Linked DNA regions of Zea mays: regions 1 and 2 are each linked to region 3. Evidence: chromatin contacts called from public Hi-C data. All regions are on one chromosome and are shown on one strand. The core of a region is the stretch at or near the end of the contact, and the rest is flanking DNA. Distances in the headings are between cores, read along the strand shown. Region 1 holds the start of LOC100282287 (harpin-induced protein). Region 2 holds the start of LOC100282550 (potassium transporter 17). Region 3 holds the start of LOC100285376 (RING-H2 finger protein).

Region 1 (4,080 bases), core at 702-3,201, 140 kb after region 3:
AAGAGTGTCAAGATATGGTGTGTTGAAGATGCATCTTCTGTCAAGCTACTTGCAACATTGCCTCAGTTCCGTGACAGCGTAACTGCATTAGCATGGATGGGCCGTGACCGTGCTTCTAATGCTGGTATCGTCGCTGCTGGCATGGACAACGGATTGATCGAGCTCTGGAGCGTTTCAGGTGGAAGAGCTTCTTCAGGAACCCAGCTCAGCGTGGCATGCGTGCTTCGATTTGACCCTCTCTTGTGTCACGTGTCAACTGTTCACCGATTACGGTGGCGGTGCTCAACCGATGAGAAATCGACACTTGAGCTCGCGTCTTGTGGAGCTGATCACACTGTAAGGGTGTTTGAGGTCTGCGGCAGCATATAGGTTTATGTCCAACCTAGTAAATCAAAACTGTTATGTGCGTGGCAGGTTTTTATTGATATCGGACACCGTTGGGTTGTAAAACTAGTCCTGGTATGAGAATCGAGAAAAGAGTGTTTTCATGAAGCATGTGCTGTCCATATGTAACCCCAGTTTAGTGGTAATAGATTCAGTGTTGCCCTCATTTGAGAAGCTATGAAATTATGGTTATAGATGGTGATGTATTTGCTAAATCACCTATATCCAAAACTCTGTGTATCATCTCAATCTGCAATCAATACAAATTCGAGAAAAAAAATCCACTGTACCGCTTACACTCAAGCAAAGAGTTCTATGCTGTACATTACACACTTTGTTGAACTCTGTTCAGGTTGCTTACGATCTAAGCTACTGACCTACTGTGTGTTGCAGCTAGCCACTAGGACGCAGCAACAACTGAGCAGCCAAGAGATCGACAAAGCTGAAGAACCAACTTCGAATTCACATGAATCAACAATAGGTATGTTCCGCTGTTCTCGGGCCATTTCCATCATCAGTATAAAAAATAGCTAAGATTTTATATATAATAACAAAAGAAAACGAGGGGAATTTTTCTAGAGCCAGTCATTTTGTTGTGCATCTCCGGGCAACAAGAACTCCAGAAGGAGGGGCAGTGAGTTCCAGCTGACAGACCGTGTACATCCAGTACGAGTAGTGGCCGAACCTGAACCTGGCCTCCACTTTGAAGGCGCCTCTGATTGTGTACACCACCCTGTTGCTCCTCACCTGGTCCACCATCTTTACCGCCACCTGGGGCGGCAGCAGGACCCGGCTGGAGAGCAGGTGCATGTTCAGGAGCTGGGACTGGCCTCGCCGCTGCGCGAACGGAGGCAGCGCCTGCACGGCCATGGGCCTGTCCTGGAAGAAGAGCTCGACAGTGGCGGACCGGAACACCAAGTCGATCTCCCTGTTGGGGTTGGAGATGTTGGCAACGAGCGTCATGTCGTTGTTGAAGTAGGGGGCCGGCGAGTCCACGTAGACGCTGTTGAGGATGGCGTTAGCGGCGTCGAAGGACGGCGGCCTCGGCTTCACCGCCAGGAAGACGACCAGGGTGACGACGCCTGCGACGATGAGGAGGATGCTGAAGGCGAAGCAAGCGATGGCCGCGCACCACATCGCCGGCGAGGTCCGCTGGCGCGGTTGCAGGATTACCTTGGAAGGCGCCCGCGCTGGCTGCCGGGGCGCCTGTGGCTGCCTGGTTATCGTGGGTGGATCCACCGGCTGCGACCGTGGCAGCACCGGTGTCTGCTCGGTCACCTCGGACTGATCCACCGGCGGCGGCGGCAGCTGTGGCAGGGCCGGTGGCAGCTGCTTCATGCTCATTACCTTGGTTATGATGGTTCTTGGTGATTGGAGGTGGTAGGGAGCGCCCATTTCGGCAACGCCACAGCTACCAAGTTCAACAAGGCAAAGAAGCTCAAGAGTGCAGAGAGGCCTATTGGGGGAAAGCAAGCTAGAGAAGAGCAGCAACAACAACAGCAACGAGAGGCAGCCAGGGAATGGACAATGGAGTGGTGGAGTTAAAAGGAGTCTGATCGATTGAGCCTAGTGGTGGTGTACCTCCTTCCAAAATACGTAAAGAGAGAGAGGCTTCGAGCGTGGGGCCACTGTCTCGTGTTCCTCCACTGAAAAAAATAGAGCTGCTTCCAGCAAAGGTGTGGGGTGGGACAGCGTTGCCGGCTGCCAGCAATTGATTTGTTATCTTAGAAAAGCATATTTCTTAAGGTGGACAAAGGTAAAGCTTGGGTTATTCTTGGCACTAACAAATAGTAGTACTAATCTGATGCTCGGTGTTTCATGATTGTCGCTTGGAATGTGCTGTTCCCTACCAACACATGCATGCCCAGTTGAAGCAGTGGGTCGTCTGCCCATGCTTTCGTCGTGCAGTTTTTAAGATTGGCCAAGCAGATTTTAAGATTGGCCAAAGGTGAAGAAGAATCAAGCAATAAAATGTGTTACAATCGTTGATCTTCCTGTTGACGAAGCAGAGGCGAGGTGAGATGAGAAGCAGAGAAGGAAGGGACAAGTTGCCGCTTAGCCATGGAAAGAAAGAAAGAAAGAAAGAAAGAAAGGCGCTCCTGGACCAGTTCCGTTTCGTCTCGAATCGAAATAAAGGGCAGCAGCTATGGGGGGTTAATTCATGACTAAGGAACCCAGATGTGCTGACACAAAGACCGGCCTCCTGGGGGGGACATCCATCCATGGCTTTTCTTTGGTGCAGTGCCGTAGTGCCCCTGCTTTTGTCTGCGACGTCGTCGAAAGCAGATGCCGCACTGCGCGGCTTTACATGGGTATCTTCGCCTCCTTTCGTGGCAATTAATCTTTTGTACCCAGCGCAAAAAAATTGATGAATATAACATTAACTTGCATCACTCAGTGATTAACATATTACAAATAACGTAAACATAGACAAAAATAACACCACTGTACTTGTTGCTCCTGATACGTCGGCCCAAGCAATCAAGACCAAGTGACACGGCCCAAGCAATCAAGAACATGTCCCATTCAACAATCGGATGAAGGTATTACTGTAATATGTCCATTCAACAAAGGCTAGGACCTAAAGTATGTTCGTAACTTTGGTTATTTTAATTATTTTGGATTTTTTTTGTAAAGCTAATAAAAGCTCTACAACTTAGAGCTGAAATCACGTCAAATCGAGGACATCCAAAATTATGAGATAATACCAATTCATCCACCTTACGGAGAAAAAAAAAGAATTTTAACTATTATATAATTTTTTTAAAAATAGTCTATTTTTTTTTCTATAGCTCGCTTTTATTCTCTCGGTTCTCACTATGTGTTAGTCTCATGGGCTTGCGATCCTCCCACTAAGAGCCATGTATTCGTCGGTCAGCCAATGTTGTGCTTAGACAACTTGTGAGATTGCCTTAAAAAGATGCTTTTTGAGATTGCGGATCATTGAAGTCTAAAAGAACACTCGTCTCAATATGTAGTTTCGTGTAGTGTCTATATCTTTCCAGAAGGGCAAACGAAGTAAGGATTCATGATCCATGAAATTCTCATCTCGTTTGGTTATATACCATCACAATTGTATGAGGTGGTTCATGCATTTAATCCCCCACATCCTACAACACTTTAAATACCACCCACTACACAATTGTACCGAAACCAGTTTCATGAGATATCAACAGTTTCATAGTTTCATTAGATATTGGAGACAAACAAATAATGATATTATTGTCGCAAAAAATCGACTGATAGTCAAACAACAACGATTAGTCAGAAGGAGTCGGAGGGCTGCTACCGCTCACAAGCTCTATCTTATCCAACTATCTCACGTCGGTGCTCACGTACCGTGATACAACCATCTTCACCTTCGAGTCCGTTGAATAGGGTTATGAGGGCATTAATGTTGTGATTCAGATTAACCTAGCTTTTAATTAGCTTTCGGCCAAGATCTACTAGCTGAATGGTTCACCCCATCGATGACGGTGTCGATCGCTTACAAGGAAGATATAGCGTGTTACGATCGCCCGTTTGTAGGCGAGGTACTATGTGGTTACGATGGTCGTGATGCATCCTACTGCCATGGAGGTCATGGTCAAGCCTAACCATGTCATGGAGATTAGGCCAAGCATACAGCGTTGATTGTCACACCCCATGTGTTCGTCGCGAACTAAGCAGCGAGTGTGGAACTAATCAAGGTATGTC
Region 2 (4,498 bases), core at 781-3,280, 200 kb after region 3:
CTCGCAACGATGGCAGCCAAAGTGGCTACGACGAACACCGGCCAAAACAGTGGCTCTGGGACGCTGCTGTAGAACGTTGTGCTGAGCTTAGATGGGTTCTTGATCAGAAATGCTGCCTGGCCAGCGTATGCGAGTATCAGTGATGGGTAGACCAGGCACGAGTATGCCATCTGCAGGGACGACAACGGAAAAGTCATTAGCATGAATGGTTTATTATCTATATATATATATATATATATATATATATATATATATATATATATATATATATATATATATATATATATATATATATATATATATATATATATATAATATGGTAGGAAAATAATAAGCATGTTATTAGTTATTACCTGGATTGATTTCTTGTTGAAATGACCTAAGTCAGCAAACATAGCTTCGGCACCTGTTATGCACAAAACAACTGTTCCAAACTGCTCCCATCCTGCCCTTTTGTTCCTAGCGAAGAAAAGGTATATGTAATGCGGCGATATGGCTTTCAGAACCGGGGGATAATGCTTGATGATGTTGTACAGTCCAGTGGACGCGATCAACGCAAACCAGACGAGCATGATGGGAGAAAAGGTGAAGCCAACTTTGCTCGTGCCGTACTGTTGAAACAGGAAAAGGATGACCAAGATAACCACGCACAGAAGGACAACGTGGCCTGAAATAAAGAGAACATGGATTATTATTCGTTGTTGTTGTTGTTGTTGTTTTCCCTTACAATGATAGAACATGGATTATTTATTGTTGCTTCTACCTACCTTGTTTGATGCTAGAAGATCTTGACTGGATCCCTTGAACTGCTGACAGGACTAGATAGATTCAAGAGAACAGTATCAGGATCGAAATCGAAAAGAGAATTAGACCTTATTAAAATACAGTAATGACCCGATGACAACGACGATGAAGTGAATACCTGAGATGGATGGAGTGAGGGCACCGTCACCCATCACCATGCATGTTCCAACCAGCACAAGGTAGGTGATGACCGCCTGCGCCATGGCGCTGCCTTCCAGGAACTCGAGCATCCTCGGTTGCTGGCTGCTCTTCCTGCTGTGGAACCTGAGGTTGGCATCCGACGCCAGCCGGGTGACCGGCACCGGCACCGACTTGCCGCTGAAGTTGACGTGCTGCCGCAGGAGCGAGTACAGGGCAAAGGTGCCACCTGCATGCACACACGTATACATACATCCTCTGAATTTGTAAACTAGAATTTAAGCGCAGACTAGATTATTACGCACAAGAACCAGATTTCGCCCACCGCATATATGCATGGCAGTTCGTTGGATCTAACTAAATTAGCCGCATTTTAAGCGCGGTGCAGCTATTGACTAGATTGAGATCTACTATCAACCTTCCATGTGCATGCATGATCGTTAGAAGATCCACGAACAATAATAACAACATTTTTTTTAATGCTAGCGTTGTACCTTCTCCATGGTCATCTGCGTGGAGCACGATGAAGACGTACTTGACGAGGCTGACGAGCGTGAGTGTCCAGAGGATGAGGCTGAGGATGCCGAGGATGTCGGCGGTGCCGGGGTCCGGAAGCGCGAAGGACGAGAAGGTATAGAGCGGCGACGTCCCGATGTCGCCGTACACCACGCCCAGCGACTGGTACGCCAGCAGCGCCAGCTGCCACCCGGTGAACTCCTGCGGCGGCGCCGTCACGCACACGTTGTCAATGAAAGAATAAGAAATAGTAGTATTTTTTTTTGTTGGATTGGATGGATGATGCATGTCGTTCGTACGTACCAGAGGGTTGCGGGGCCTCGTTCTGTACGACTGGCTGAAGGTCCGGCGGGCGAGGCAGCCGACGGGGACCTGCTCGTGGCCGACGATGCCGCCTTCCTCCTCGGTGATCTGACACGTCGAGATTCTCTCGTCCACGGCCGCCACGGCTGCGGAGTTCACCTGGACGATCACATCTGGCGCCGCCGCGCGGTGCTCCATCGTAGATGGAACACCCTTATGGAACACCCTCGGTGGAACCCTGGAAAGGGCGGCGGCGGCGTGAGAGAAGATAGAGATCCAGCGAGAGGGCTAAGATGATTATATAATAACTAGGTCTTTGCGCGTGCATTATTACGATAGTAAAAAATTATTATGAAATATAGATGCGGCGTGATATGTAAAATTCGTGTGGCATATTACAGTAACAATAATATATTGATCATGCAATTCACTACCGGAATCAATAGCTTTGCCGAGTGCCTGAAGCACTCGGCGAATACTTAAAAACACTCGGCAAAGGCTTTGCCGAGTGTGACACTCGGCAAAGAAGGCTCGGCAAACAGTACATCGGCAAAGCCTTCTTTGCCGAGTGCTTTTTGTCGGGCACTCGGCAAAGATGTTTGCCGAGTGCTAGGGGGCACTCGGCAAAGAAAAGCGGCCGTTACGGCGCCGAGTGACAGAGACGGTGGCTTTGCCGAGTGTCAACGGTGACACTCGGCAACCAAGATATCTTTGCCGAGTGTCTTTCTGGCAGCACTCGGCAAAGCCGTCTTCTTTGCCGAGTGTCAGTTGGGACACTCGGCAAAGAGCCCGCCAGAGAGGGTCCCCATGTCAAGCTCTTTGCCGAGTGTTCTGTGCGGCACTCGGCAAAGCCGACCTCTTTGCCGAGTGTCAGCGACATAACACTCGACAAAGAACCTAAGCCGGTGCCCAGGTCTGTGCTCTTTGCCGAGTGTTATGACCCTGACACTCGGCAAAGAGCCTCTTTGCCGAGTGTAACACTCGGCAAAGTGACCAGTATATACCTTTTTATTTGTTTTTTGTATTCCATCCACACAAACAGAAGATATCACATATATATCACATATATACATCACAGATATCATCACAGACATAAATAGCCAACACAAACATAAATATCCATCACAAACATAAGTGTTCAACACACGTATTAAACACAAACATAAGTCTCAAACGTCGCAAGCTCTCACATAAGTATCAAACACAGACATAAGTATTATACATAAGTTTTGAAGTCTACAACAATGAAAACACAACACTCATGGAGGTGGGCGGTTTGACCGGGGCTGCGTTGGGCTGAACCCTTCCGGAGGGTTGTTGGATGCCGCCCCAGATTGGTCCTGCACAGAGAAGAGATTACATGTGTTATACCAGATGCATTACAAACATGTAACTACAATTTTGATACTCATAGGAGTGTGGAAGAGAGTAGGGTCAACTGGGGGGGAACAATGGAGGTGGCGGAGCGATGCCCTGTGCGGCGCCAAGGCTCTGCATGTACTGGAACATCTCTGCCATCCTCTGATCAGCCGCCGCCCGCTCCGCCATTATCCTCGCCTCCATCTCTTGACGTTCCCTCCTCTCTTCTTCTAGTTGGGTCTGTAATATTACAAGCCAACGTTATAGTAACTCAAAGAGAAGGTATATAACTCAAGAAAGGACGAGTTACATAAGCACTAACCTCGAGTTGCTGTATGCGATGCTGTGAGCTGTCGTGCCGAGGTCGTATGGCTGGACTCGAACCCGTGCTCCTTGCTCTCACCTGAGACAGAGTGGGAGTGGAGGACGAGTCGATTGCCCCGTCGGCAATCCAGTACCACCCATGTCTCTTGCCTCCTCCGACCCTCATCAGCACATCGGGGTCGATCGGCTCGGTGCTCGGATCATAGTCTGGGCCATGGACCTCCTGCGCCATGGCGGCGTAGTCATGGAGGCGGCTGTAGACGGCGGGGTTGGTGTAGGCCTCGGGCCCGTCATCCGGGTTGTAGGTGACGTCGGACGTCGCCTTACCCTTATGGGCCATAGCATAGGCCGAGAAGGTGGAACAAGGCCTGCCACCATGTGACGCCGACTGCAACGAAAACCAACGAGATAGTTAGAAATAATATCTAACTTAGTGTTATATATCTAAATAAAAAAGGTGGCGTACCCATGCTTCGGCATATTGGCCTAGGCTCCGGCTGCCTTGGTGGTGGGACGGGCCTTGCATCATCAAACGCCGTTCCCGGCTAGCTGTGTGTGCCTCGTCCCACTCAGCCGAACACCACCTATCCACCATCTGCTCCCAGCACAGAGGATGTGCGGCGCACCAATGTGGAATCACCTGCAAAGTAAACACATAAAGTGCATATCAGAAGATAAAATAAAATTCATGCATTGAGTACTGGTACCAAACATGCATGACTTTACCTGCAGGTACTACTCCCTGGTCAACGACATGGTTCGGGCTTGAGGTTTGGTCACCTTCTCCCCAAGGACGGAGCCGTGGTAGGTGATGATGGCCTGGATGCGGGCCTCATAGTGCATGTCCACAACGAGCTTCTTACAGTTCGTGGTGGCCACCACATCCGCCCTAGCCTCGTATCCAGCATCGCATCTGAAGAAATCCTGCATACAAAAACGATGTATCCATACATTATTTCAAGAATTTGCAACGAATGCCACATATTTTACATTATACTAAGACTTACCCACAGCTCTTGCTTCACCCGCTCCGCCTTGTTATTGAATTCCCTGT
Region 3 (4,307 bases), core at 836-3,335:
GACACCTGTTGGCGCCGATCCGGGCGCCAATCACCGCGATGAGAACCGATGGCGGTGCTCTCTGCAGAGGCACGGATGGTCTGTGGCCAGGGCCAAATGATCCGCCGCAGGGGATGGTTCCTGTCTGACGGGCTGGCTGGTCGAACAGTCCGCTCGTGCACAGGGGCGGTGAATTTTGCCGGCGGCGCCTAGATCTAACTCCTGGAAAGGATCCCGTCGGGAAAGAGAGGTCCTAGGCCTTGTTTAGGGTCGACAGACCATTCTAGACGCCTCTAATCGATGTAGAGCCGAAGGGAGGTGGGGAATTATGGGTAGAGAAAGGCTAAATTATGGCTAAACTACAATTACTCCTAATGCATAAGTTAAAAACAAGATGTAATTGATTATTCATGTTCAATTGGTCATAGTCCTCCGTATATATATAGAGGGAAGATCTGAATCCATTATAATTCGTATCTCAAATTAAATCTGTGGTTTAGCTATAAATCTCGCAAAAACTTGAAACCTAACTAATGCCGCGTACGCGTGCGGATCGTCCGCACCACCGGTGCGAGTTCAACAACACCATCGGCGGACTATCCTTTTTGTGTTCAACAACACCATCGGAGCGGGCGGAGATAGGAGGGTCTTGCCGGCCACACCACGGCGGAACGGTGAGCGGAAAGGACCGAGTGTTCTAGTCCTCCAAAACACACACACACGTGTGTGATTTAGACAAATTACAAATATAGCTCCTCCACCAAAAATCACAGCCGCCGTTAGCTTTTTCCTCCTCTCACGTCTTCTGTTTTCATATTATGTGTAATGTGTTAGGAGAGACTATTAGCTAGGAGTATTTGCTAAAGCATCTGTTATAATACTACACTACAGCTACCCTTATTTTATTAGGAATAAATTAATTATTCGTGAACATCAATACTATTATTTGATTTGAAATATATTATTGGTAAGGTCGCGTCTCTATCTATCTATAATAAAGAAGAGAACAGCGTGAGATGCCGCGTCTCCCTCCGGCAGCCGTCGCCTCCTCGCCCAAAATATCAGCCGTCGCCTCGCCTCGCCTCGCCGCTAGAACATTCCTCCGTTTCGTTACCTTCTCTTTGCCCAACCTACTTGATTACATATAAATACAATAAATACCACTAGTATCCTTTTTTGGGGGGCCTTGCTCAGATCAAGAGAAGAGGCAAGGGCAACCAACTCCAGATTTCTCTTGTTAGATTGGTGCGTAAGCAAGCAGGATTTTAGTACTTGGTTCATACGAGTAGATTATACTTTTGGAATGAATAAAGACAACAGAGAGCTTCGGAGAAACGAAAGGGGAACAGCTTTGTTGCCACCATTTTCTTCCTTCAATCTCCGTTCTGTCCTCTCTCTCCCCCGAACAAAAAGGAAAAGAAAAAAAAAACCTGTACAGAGACACTGCTGCTGCGAGGTGCAGAGTGCTACGCCTACTCTCAATTCCTAGGGCGCTAATCAGGCAATCCGGGGCACCTCGTCGGCGGCAGCGGCGGGGGGCAGGAGGCGGTGGCGGCACAGCGGGCAGGTGGCGTGGTCGTAGTCGATCCAGGTCTCGAGGCATGCGCGGTGGAAGAGGTGGCCGCAGGGGAGCCGCTGCACCACCGACTCCGTCTCGAACCGCACCAGGCACACGCGGCAGTCCCCGCCCCGGCGCCGCCCGTAGCGCGACGGCCGGAACCTGCTCCGGAACCGGTCCGCGAGGCTGGGCCCCACGGCCGTGACCGTCACGGCCTCCGCCTGCTGCCGCGGCTCCTCGTCCTCCGCCGCCGCCGCCAGGCCCAGGAACAGCAGCGCGGCGCGCACCAGCCCCGCCAGGATCGCCACCGACGCCGCCGTGTTGTACAGCACGAACCCCAGCAGGCTGTCCTCGGGCGCCGGCATGCTCGAGATGCCCATCTTCGCTCGGTTCCGGCCGCACTCGCTCGCTCGAGCGCCACCGATGGGATCCGTTCGATACTTGGATTGGGATTGGAGAGGATCTGGGGGCCGGCCACGGGACCTGGAGCACTCGGGGAAGGTTGCAATTTGGGCGAGGTGGGTGGGGGTTAGGAACCTGCAGTGGAAGGAGCAGCTCGGCGAGGGCTGCCACAAGTATTTATAGGCGGTGCCGGTGCGTGCGTGGTGGCGGCCCAGAGGCAGATCCAACACAAATAACAGTGGAAGTACAGAGATAATCACTAAAATATTAGAGTGAAAACATTTAAGTTAGGTTGAGAGATATTTATGATAATTTTTTAAAATCTACTACTTGTAATATAGAAATAAGCGAGGATTTAGGCTCTTCCTTCGCCCTTTCTAAATCCACCCCTGGATGCAACGCTTATTTTTTTATTTATAATAGGGCTATAGACAACTAATAATATATATACGATCGTCTAAAATATTATTTTACGCTATAGATTGCACTATTTATATAAAATAGAGTTGTAAATAATAGATATAAATGAGTAAGTTATCGGAGATGGACTAAGGTTGCGCTTGTACATATGATCATATAAAATACTATTTTTAAACTCGTAGTCCATACTATTCTACAAGCGAAGTTTAAATAGAGTGAAAGGCGGCTAGAGACAGCCATAACTTGTTTTCTATGAATCCACTTATTTTCTTAGAATTTTGTATTTTAAGATGAATTTTAGAGTTACAATATCTAAAAATACATTATATTTTAAGCATTTAAAATATAGCAAATAATTTGTTTCCCTTTATAACCAGTTCAGATCGAAAATCAAAATGGTCCACACATGCATGCCGCCAAGTCGATAACGCTGAAAAAAAATGAAGAAGAGGAGGAAAGCAATGGTCCAGAACATGCATTCACTGCAGCTGCTACTGGATAAGATCGTCAGGGCATGGCTAAAGGAGACCAGACACCAAGGCCCGCTGCAACAAAGCAAATGGAACCATTTCAATAAAACATTATTAAAGCTGATGTAAAATTGCTGATATTTTGTTTTTGTTTTCCTTCTCGCCGAGCTCCACCACCCAGCCCGGTGCCGGCCATGGCCATCCACGTTTGAGTAGCTAGCAGAGTCTGTCTGTTTGGAAGCTTCTCCTTCGGATGCGTGCGTGCACACGCTCGCCGCCGGTGGTGCGCGCTACTTTACTTGCACCGGTGACACCACTGGCGAGCACGAAAGGGACTGACACCGACGCCACGCCGCCACGTCGAACCCCGGGTCCCGGATGCGCGACACGTGCGCCTCCACCGCTCGTCCCGTCCGCCGCGATGACGCCACCTGTTCTCCGTTTCCAGTCAGCAAGGAGGAGACGCCGGCCGGTCGCCATCGCCCGCGCGGAGAAAAATCTCTACGCGGTTTTTGCTGGTTTACCGCGTGGTTACATTACATTGTTAATATATCTATCATTCTATTGTTGTTAATATTTCTATATTTACATGGTCGGCTGTGGTTTTTTGAGACCGTGCTGTGGCGTGGCATGATTTGCAAGTACTGACAAGCGGGATTTTCACAGTGGTTTTTGCCTCTCGAGATAAAGTAAAGATAATCCCGCCCAGAGGTGGTAATTGTTAGGTGCATGCATGTCAGCTGGGCACGTAGCTACCACCTCTGTTGCTCTTGCTGCGGTCCACCGGCAGCGGGCCGGGAGTGGAAGAACCGAGTGGTTGGTGTCGCGTTGTCCGGGCCCGGCCCATGCGGCGCGCGCGTGCGACACTTGGACGGGCGCGGACACGTCACCACGCGCACGGGCCCCCGGCCACGGCCACGGCCACGCCCAGCCCCCTCGCTGTCTGTCTGTCCTGGACTCCTGTGCTGATGCATGCACCGTGCCCGCCGCGCGCTCTCCGCGTCGGCGTGCGGACACCGGCGTGGTGCGCTCTGCTCCGTCGAGTTCACGGCGGACATCTCTGTCTCGTACTGTGCTTGTTGCTGTGGACTGTGGCGCTAGAAAAAGAAAGTAATAGCAGCCCAGAATCCCGCTGCCGTATCTTGCATTCCAGCGGTGCGGTGCGGGAGCAACACGTCGGCGTCACAGACACCGCGGGGGCGGCGACCAAGTCCAACCAATGTGACACACAAACAAAAAAAAAGTCCCGGAAAATACGTCACGCGCCCCAAATATCGTACTGCATCAGTACGTCACGCACACGTCTGACGTGCAAATGAGCAACTGGCAGCCAGCCAGTGTCCGCACCAGACCAACTCGCAAACCAGCCAGCCAGCCAGAGGCATCGCGCTCGCGCGGCCACACCGGCCCGATCGCTCACGTGGCGCCGATGGACGGGGGTGCCGTCAGCCGATCGAACCCAACTGAAAGTCTGAAAC

The links. A called contact is a pair of places that touch in the nucleus more often than the background predicts.
Region 1: a contact with region 3 is called in a Hi-C map of bundle sheath, with 6 times the contacts expected there. The contact joins the promoter of LOC100282287 here to the promoter of LOC100285376 in region 3. A contact is called at or near these places in 23 of 25 Hi-C or Micro-C datasets (bundle sheath, ear, endosperm and 6 more) and 2 of 3 datasets of contacts at active chromatin or transcription factors (leaf and seedling).
Region 2: a contact with region 3 is called in a Hi-C map of leaf, with 5 times the contacts expected there. The contact joins the promoter of LOC100282550 here to the promoter of LOC100285376 in region 3. A contact is called at or near these places in 2 of 25 Hi-C or Micro-C datasets (ear and leaf).

What each region holds. Positions count from the first base shown.
Region 1 is chr1:187,537,856-187,541,935 of Zm-B73-REFERENCE-NAM-5.0, forward strand. It overlaps LOC100282287 (harpin-induced protein), which reads right to left and starts at 1,952. Exons shown (of 1, transcript NM_001155199.2): 1 at 653-1,952. The coding sequence starts at 1,779. The coding sequence ends at 970. It overlaps LOC103641463 (Elongator complex protein 2), which reads left to right. Exons shown (of 10, transcript NM_001348926.1): 10 at 1-490. The coding sequence ends at 369.
Region 2 is chr1:187,595,641-187,600,138 of Zm-B73-REFERENCE-NAM-5.0, forward strand. LOC100282550 (potassium transporter 17) reads right to left here and starts at 2,031. Exons shown (of 7, transcript NM_001155458.1): 1 at 1,762-2,031; 2 at 1,437-1,659; 3 at 923-1,171; 4 at 768-818; 5 at 354-667; 6 at 1-170. The coding sequence starts at 1,959.
Region 3 is chr1:187,393,667-187,397,973 of Zm-B73-REFERENCE-NAM-5.0, forward strand. LOC100285376 (RING-H2 finger protein) reads right to left here and starts at 2,086. Exons shown (of 1, transcript NM_001158269.2): 1 at 1,243-2,086. The coding sequence starts at 1,917. The coding sequence ends at 1,477.